Regions from separate parts of the Macaca fascicularis genome. Here region 2 is linked to region 1. The links are chromatin contacts, called in public Hi-C maps. All regions are on one chromosome and are shown on one strand. Each heading gives the region's core, a stretch centred on a gene start, on an enhancer-like site or on the middle of the called end of the contact. The rest is flanking DNA. Distances are from core to core; before and after follow the strand shown.

Region 1 (3,872 bases), core at 398-2,897:
GACTGTATGTGTTAGTGTACTGAGCACTCACTAGGTGCCAAACACTTTGCATCCAGAATGTAGGAGTTGCTATTTTAATATAATGAATGGTAAAATATAGTTTTAAAAAAAAGGAAGGAGAGGAGAATTAACATACAATCCATCAATTCCACTTCTATGTATATGCCCCAAATAACTGAAAGCAGGGATTCAAGCATATACTTGCACATCAATGTTCACAGCAGCATTATTCACAATAGACAAAACAAGGCCAGGCACGGTGGCTCACACCTGTAATCCCAGCACTTTGGGAAGCCAAGGCAGGTTTGGATCAACGTGGTGAAACCTGGCCTCCACTAAAAATAAAAAAATTAGCCGGGTGTGGTGGCGGGCGCCTGTAATCCCAGCTACTCAGGAGGCTAAGGCAGAACTGCTTGAACCCAGGAGGCGGAGGTTGCAGCGAGCCGAGATAGTGCCATTGCACTCCAGCCTGGATAACAAGAGCAAAACTCCGTCTCAAACAAACAAAAACAAGAAAATGTGGGGCTAGGCGAGGTGGCTCATGCTTGTAATCCTAGAACTTTGGGAGGCCAAGGCAGGCACATCACTTGAGGCCAGGAGTTCAAGACCAGCCTGGGCAATATGGTGAGACCCTGTCTCTACTAAAAATACAAAAATCAGCCAGGTGTGGTGGCGCCCGCCTGTAATCACAGCTACTCAGGAGTGTGAGGCGCGAGAATCCCTTGAGCCCCGGAGGTGGAGGTTGCAGTGAGCTCAGATCGCGCCACTGCACTCCAGCCTGAGTGACAGAGCGAGACTATCTCAAAAATACATACATATATATATTATTCAGCCTTAGGAAGGAATCAAACTCTGACGCATGCTACAACATGGATGAACCCTGAGGACATTACGCTCAGATAAGCCAGACACAAAAGGACAAATTATGCCACTTATATAAAATTCTAGAATAGGTAACCTCATAGAGACAGAAAAGTACAACAGGGGTTACCACGGCTTTGGTTAAGGGAAATGAGGAGTTACCGAGTAACGGACAGTTTCTGTTTAGGATGATTAAAAAGTTCTGGAAATGGATGGTGGTTAATGGTTGTACAACATGGTGAATGTACTTAATGCCACTGAATTATACACTTCTAAAAAGTACATTTTAAGTTAGGTCTATTTTGCTGCAATTTAAAGGAAAAAAAACATGAAGTGAGGGAAGAAACGCCTAATCTTAGTTTTCCCCCATTGCCCAGCCAGCTGTGAGGTAGTGACTCGCCGGGGTGATAAGCGCCAGGCGGCGACAGAGGCAGCAGGAGCTCCAGGGAGGATGCTGGCTCCGCAAACCAGGCCCACGGCGCCGGCCGGCCACGGCGCAGGCGCGACTCCGGCCCCCTTCCCGAGAGAAGAGGGCCCCTCCCCGCCCTCGTCCGACAAGCGCCCGCGCCTGTTACCTGCAGCGCAGCCGGGGCGGTCCAGTGAAAGCGCCTCTTCAGCAGCCCGGAGACCTGGCAGGGAAAGAGGAAGATGATGGCGGGACGCAGGGTGGACACGGGTGGCGTGGGAATACAGGCCGCGCGCTGCTGCCTACCTCTCGAAGGGGTCTCCGCACCAAGCCAGATACCGCCGCCATCTTGATCGTGTCCTCTATCCGCTGCCAAATGACAACACAGAGGGGCTGGCAGACGTAAGAAAGCCCCGCCTCCCCCGGCGCGGGCCAATGGCAAGGCGCGGCGCCTGCGTGACTCGGCCCCCCCCCCCACGCCCACCGGGTGAGGGGCCGCGGGGCCGGGCGGAGGTGGTTGTATGGGTGGCACTGCCCCTCTGCCTGGAGCCGCCTCAAATCAACTTTATTGACAGTAGGCGGTGACCGACTTGCGGGGTGCACGCTGGGCACACGTGCCTGGTCGGTGTTACTTGAAGCGTGGGGACTAAAAGTCAGACACTGAGGAGCATGATCTCTGGAAGCTGGAGAGACCTTAAGAGTTAGGCCAACCTGTTTTGGGTACTGGAATCCTTTGGGCACCAAGAAGTGCTTGCACACGCTGTAGTGATGGGGAACTTCACACTTTATGAGTGAGCCTAGTCTTCCCTGGACAGTGCTGTCTGTTAATTCCTTATAATGCAGACCACAGCTTTCATTGATTGCATTAACCACCTACTGTGAGCCAAGCATTGAGATCTGTGCCTTATAGCTCATTCTCACAGTACCCCACTTGGGTAATTAGTGTTATTATTATCTCCATTTTGAAGATGGGTAAACTGGAGCAGAAATTGATTAAATGAGCCGATATTTAGGACTAACTCTAAAGCATGGTCTTTTCCCACTGCTTCCTGAAGCAGAGGTTGGGGTCCTGTTTGGGGGAAGGTTACAACAACTTTAGAGAAGGCCCTATGGGGAGATGCCTAACACTTGACCATAGGGACAACCTCTGGAAGCTCATTAGTCTTAGTTTGGCCCTTGGGGGTCAGATGGGACAATTGGAGACCCAGTCTCCACCCATCCCCGAGACATTCCAAACATTCCCTTCTGTGGATCACAGCTGCAGGCTGCCAAATTAGGAATTTGCAACTTCCAAATTAGGGTTTTGTGGGCTGTGATGAGGAGTCTGGGTTTATAATCTAAGGTCTCTGGGACCCAGTGCAGTAGTGCATCTAGGGCCATCCCTAATTGATCAGTAGGTTGCTGACTGGGAATGGGAAGGGGTGGAGGCAAAGGCATAGCAGGCGGATGCTGGGAAGTCTGTGGTGGCGACAGAGTCAGACTAGGAGGCAACTTCCAGATGGAGAGGAGGGGGACAGTTTTGAGTTCTATTTGGGCTAGAATCAATAGGAATGCTGTAAGTGCTAGGGAAGAGCTGAGGAAAATTTTGGATTTTTGTCGTTGTTGGATGGATAGATGGGACAAGGGAGGAGCCTGGGGCAGTGTAATTGCGAGGAGCTGGGGAAGTAAGAGTCTATTTTTGTTTTTTGAGATGGAGTCTCTCACTGTCACCCAGGCTGAAGTGCAGTCGCGCCATCTCAGCTCACTGCAACCTCTGCCTCCCAGGTTCAAGTTATTCTCCTGCTTCAGCCTCCTGAGTAGCTGGGATTACAGGCACCTGCCACCATGCCCGGCTAATTTTTTTATTTTTAGTAGAGATGAGTTTTCACTATGTTGGCCAGGCTGGTGTTGAACTCTCGACCTCAAGTGATCCACCTGCCTCAGCCTCCCAAAGTGCTGGGATTACAGGCATGAGCCCCTGCAGCCAGCCTTTATTCTTTAGATGACTGGGACATACCCAGGTTGGCTGGAGCCTAGGGCCTAGTCAGGACTAGAGATAGAAATTTGGGGACAGCTGCATGGAGATGACCTTGAAAGGACACAAAGATAGATGTGTACCCGCCCCCCACCTGCTACACCCTTGTTCTGCTCTCTAATCTTTGCACATACCAGAGATTTTGTAAGTTCTGTGAGTACCTGGTTTTCTGCACGTACCAGAGATTTTGTTTTGCACATACCAGAGATTTTGTAAGTTCTGAGGCAAGGTCACAAGACGTGTTTAAGTAAAATAAACTCTTGCTGCCATAAACCTGCTCTCCCGCCTCAAAGTTTGAACCAAAATATCAGAAATGGCGGGAACCAATCATAGTTAGCCAAATCGCCTTGTTCAAACACTAGCCAATCATATATCTGATTTGTATAATAACTCTATGCCCACTTTTCTTAGACTATATAACACTGCTCGGAGCTCAGTGGGGGAGCTCTCCTGCCCGTCTCGTTTCACGAGCGAGGGAGAGTTCCAGGTTCGAACCTGTAATAAAGATCCTTGCTGCTTAGCTTTGACTCTGGACTCTGGTGGTCTTCTTCGGGGAATAAACGGTCTAGGCATAACAAATGGGGGCTCGTC
Region 2 (3,872 bases), core at 475-2,974, 120 kb after region 1:
GTGGCATTGAAGGTACATTTTATATAATAGCCCAGTGGGGTTTGGGGCGGCTTTAGGGATTAAACACATTAATAATTTTCCCGCAAAATGTATTCACACTCAGAAGGATAAATCAGGTCAGTTCAGGTCAAACTGTGCCACCAAATGAGTTCCAAACGACTGTTTTTCAGAGCTTTTTGTGTTTCAAATACACATCGGGGTTGTGGACTTGTGTTCTCTACACTAGATGTGATTGTTTTCTCTTAGCATGTTTGTAGCTCTCTGGGGGCCAGTTGTGGGTAAATTTATATATCAGGGTGCCATTCACCCAGACGCCCTGGGATGCTGAAAGCTGGGAGGGGTGGGGGTGGGGAGTGCCCGCGGGGATGGGGCTGTGGCTGTTCCCCAGTGAGTGGAGCAATCTTAGCTGCCCTCCCAGCGCCTGCCCCTCTGCGGACAGCAGGTACCTCAGGCAGCAAGCTGAAGTCTCTGTTCAGAATGGCAGTGTAGGCGTGCTGGAAGAACTCCAAGAGGCTGACTGCCAGGAAATGGAAGGCATAACTGATGGCCAGCTGAGGAAAGAGTTTCTGCTGCTGCGTCTGGTAGTCCAGGACCTTTGCCTCTGGGTCACTGAAGGGAAAAGAACCGGAAGATTTAATCACTACGTGCCATGTCCGCCTTCCCCTATCCCTGACACCATAAAAACCTTAAAAACAGACAGTTCCTTAGAACTCATTGCAGAACTTGAGCTGACACGAGGCTGTTGATAATCCTTTAAAAATCCCATCTAACATGAACATCCATCTACACATTTCACTGCAGGAATATTGACACGTTTGTTGGTGGGTACTGCCTCTTGTTATGGGAGGCTTATAGAATTCCAGCATATACACGGTATTATCCTAAAACCTGAAAAGTTCTGAGATTCCAACGTGCCTGGTCCCAAGATTTCAGGTGAAGAGTTGTGGCCGTGCACCCGTGATGATTTGAACCTGTGACTCCACTGCCCGTGTGCACTTGCTGTGTGCTGAGGAATACATCAAGCCTAAACAATAACTCTTAGAATGTAAACTCGGGTTCGATGGAACCCCAAGGAAGGGACTGTGTCTGCCTTATCCACTGCTATGTCCTCAGTGCCTGAGACTATGTCCAGCACTTACGAGCTCACAGTAACTGGATTGAAAGAGGGTGTGATTACAAGAAGCCTCCTCTCTGGACAGCAGCTGCTCACCTGGCGCATCTTTCTCATGACCACCCTAGGGACACTTCTGCAGCCCAGATAAATGGGCCTCGGGCAGGACAGCAGCAGAAGCCCCTTCTTCCCCGTGGCCCTCTCCTGCGGAGAACTCTCGCAGCCCGGACTCCGAAGCCCAGGCCAGGCGAGGGCGCTGTGAGCTTGCCAGAGGAAAGGATCCTGGGCTGAGGGCCTAATGCACCTTACTGCATTTCACCCTCCACACCACCCTGAAAGGCCGCTTCTGCCACGCCCATTTTGTAGCTGAGGAAGCTGAGGGATGAAGTGAAATGGCCGAGCTGAGTGTTCACAGAGGGTTCAGTCAGCCCTTGCTGTTCTGTGCTGTGGGGTGGAGGGAGTGGTACCAACACAACCAATTACAACAAAAGGGATCCAGACATAGACATACCAGTCGGATGCTGACAGCACAGCTGGACAGAATGAGTTCAGCCACACACAATCGATATGACATTGGATTTTGCTAGGCTCGGCCTGACAGAATCAACTCAGCCAGCCACAGTCTGACGCAGCTTGCAACTGACTGACCCAGACCCGTCCAACCCCTCACAGCCACACAGAACACAGCCGGACTCGGACAGACACAGAGTCAGACAGACCTGGTGCTACAGGGCCAAAGGCACGATCACACAGAGCCCGAGGGGGCAGGCACTGAGGATGCAGGTTAGGCCAACTGGTCAGCCCTGTTAGAGGGAGCCAGAGAGACCTCTCTGACATGCCCAGATGGGGCCAGGCCTGGGTAGATTGTGTGTGTGTGTGTGTGTGTGTGTGTGTGTGTGTGTGTGGTGGGTGGCAGTGCCTGCTCCCAGCGCTCTGGCTCTGGCAGAAGAGTGTCGGGGGAGGCACTGTGGGACCAAGAGGCAGCATATCTGTGGTAGTCAGTCACTGGGCACCCCTTGCCTGGGCCGGAGCTGGGATTGGCGGCGGATGACTGAGTAGCGCGTGGCGATGACACAGGCCTTCTGCAGTGTAGGGAGGACCTCCCCTAACAGCAGCTCCACCCGCACCACCACCATGGGAAGGTAGTTGCTCTGTGCTGTCCCGAGTTTGATGTATGTGCCATCTGGCAAGACCTGTGTGGAACAAGGACGGGCACAGTGTCTGAGCCAAGGCTCCCCAGGATGCCCCTGCTTCCCCAGAGCTGTGGGGCTCCACACAGGGAGGGTGCTTCTCCCCTCAACTGGCGCATCTGGGGTTGGAATGTTAAAACACCAGGTCATTTCCCCAAGTGCCCTGCTTCACAGCGCCTCTCCTGGGACACCCCAGACCGCCCCACAACCCATAACTAAAGGGGTGATGCCTGGCAGAGTTGGGACTGCCAGAACTCCTGCTGGCATTCTGGCTGGTATCTGCTGGGCGACTGGCTGTGTCAGGCCTCACCGTGGGTAAATATTACGCAGATCACCTCAGCTCTATCCTCTCCTGGGGCTGCAGCTCCACCCCACGACTGCTCCGTCAGCCTATGTGACGAGCATTTCTGCATGAGAAGTCGGAGGCTCTGTGTCCAAGATCATACTGCTCCTAAGCAGGGTTCACCCCAGTCTGTGGGACATCAGAGCCTCTCTTGGGGGAGGAGGTTATGTGGCCCAAACTCAGCTCTATGGTGGACCCAGACCCAGCCTGCACAAAGTGCAGGTCCCCTCTCTGGGAAGTACAAGTCCCCGTCCTCCCCAGACCTGTAACCTGTGCAAAGCGACTCAGCATGTTCTCCCTGGGGACCCGCACATGGTTCAGCCGCAGGAAGCCGTTGTCCATTTGATCAAAGTCCATCTTGGGCCCGATGTCCCCAACGATGATTCCTTGAAGGAGATGGAGATGAGGACACCTATCAGTTGAGAGACTGCTTGTTATGTGGCAGGTATCACACACACATTCCAGGTCACAGCAGCCTGTGACCCTGGGGTTATTGTACCTATTTTGCAGGTGAACAAGCTGAGGTCAGACAGATGCTAAATCTTGCTCAAGTTCACCTCACCAGTTAGCACCAAGTCTGTTCAACTGGACCTCTCTGCCCAAGGGAGACATGTCTTAGCTACTCCTGTGGCCCTCTGGGGCCCCAGGTCAGGGAGGCCACCTGGGCTCTCCTTCTGGCGGGATCCTTGAGGGAGCATTATGGGCTCACCTGGCAGTGGGGTATGGTCCCGAAGACTCCGGATTGGCACAATAAAAGCGTGCATGCCCCGCCGGGCTCCTGAGCAGACCAGCTGGGCCTGGACCAGGGCATGGGTGGCTGACCGTCCCACTGAGGGCAGAGAGAGGAGAGGCCCGTCACAGGAAGACCTGCGCATTGCTTTTCCCAACCCAGCCTCCTGGGGCTGGGGTTTTGGATGGGTACCTCTGGGGCCCTGAAAAGTCACTGATCAAAGAGAGGGGGGATTGCCCCCAAAGAACCAAGCAAACTTAGCAGTGACTTGGCAAAGGCACTGTGAAATGATTCAGCTTTTTTTTTGGCCCCCACCCCCCAACTATTAATGAATTACTCTGTCATCAACCTTATAACAATGAATACAGATAATTATCGTTTATCAAAATCCAGGCGGCGCTAGACCCTGTGATAGATGCTTTCCAGTTCTCGCAGGGGAGAGAGGATGATGAGTCCCATTTTCCAGATAAGGAAACAGGCTCAGAGAGTAGAGTGACG

Evidence for each region. A called contact is a pair of places that touch in the nucleus more often than the background predicts.
Region 2: a Hi-C map of liver shows a contact between it and region 1, with 4 times the contacts expected there. The contact joins the enhancer-like site here to the promoter of PDHB in region 1. A contact is called at or near these places in 2 of 2 Hi-C or Micro-C datasets (liver and skeletal muscle).

The regions. Positions count from the first base shown.
Region 1 is chr2:121,525,492-121,529,363 of T2T-MFA8v1.1, forward strand. PDHB (pyruvate dehydrogenase E1 subunit beta) reads right to left here and starts at 1,648. Exons shown (of 10, transcript XM_005547491.4): 1 at 1,574-1,648; 2 at 1,437-1,490. The coding sequence starts at 1,615.
Region 2 is chr2:121,642,222-121,646,093 of T2T-MFA8v1.1, forward strand. It overlaps ACOX2 (acyl-CoA oxidase 2), which reads right to left. Exons shown (of 14, transcript XR_012431298.1): 6 at 3,354-3,473; 7 at 2,957-3,030; 8 at 2,132-2,304; 9 at 447-609. Among named protein-coding and RNA genes, the nearest start is that of ACOX2, 6.9 kb to the right of the region's middle. Within about 2 kb of position 1,725, at least 1 of the 6 cell types and tissues checked has an H3K27ac peak or open chromatin away from gene starts, as enhancers often do. A contact at or near this core is called in liver, where this site is marked.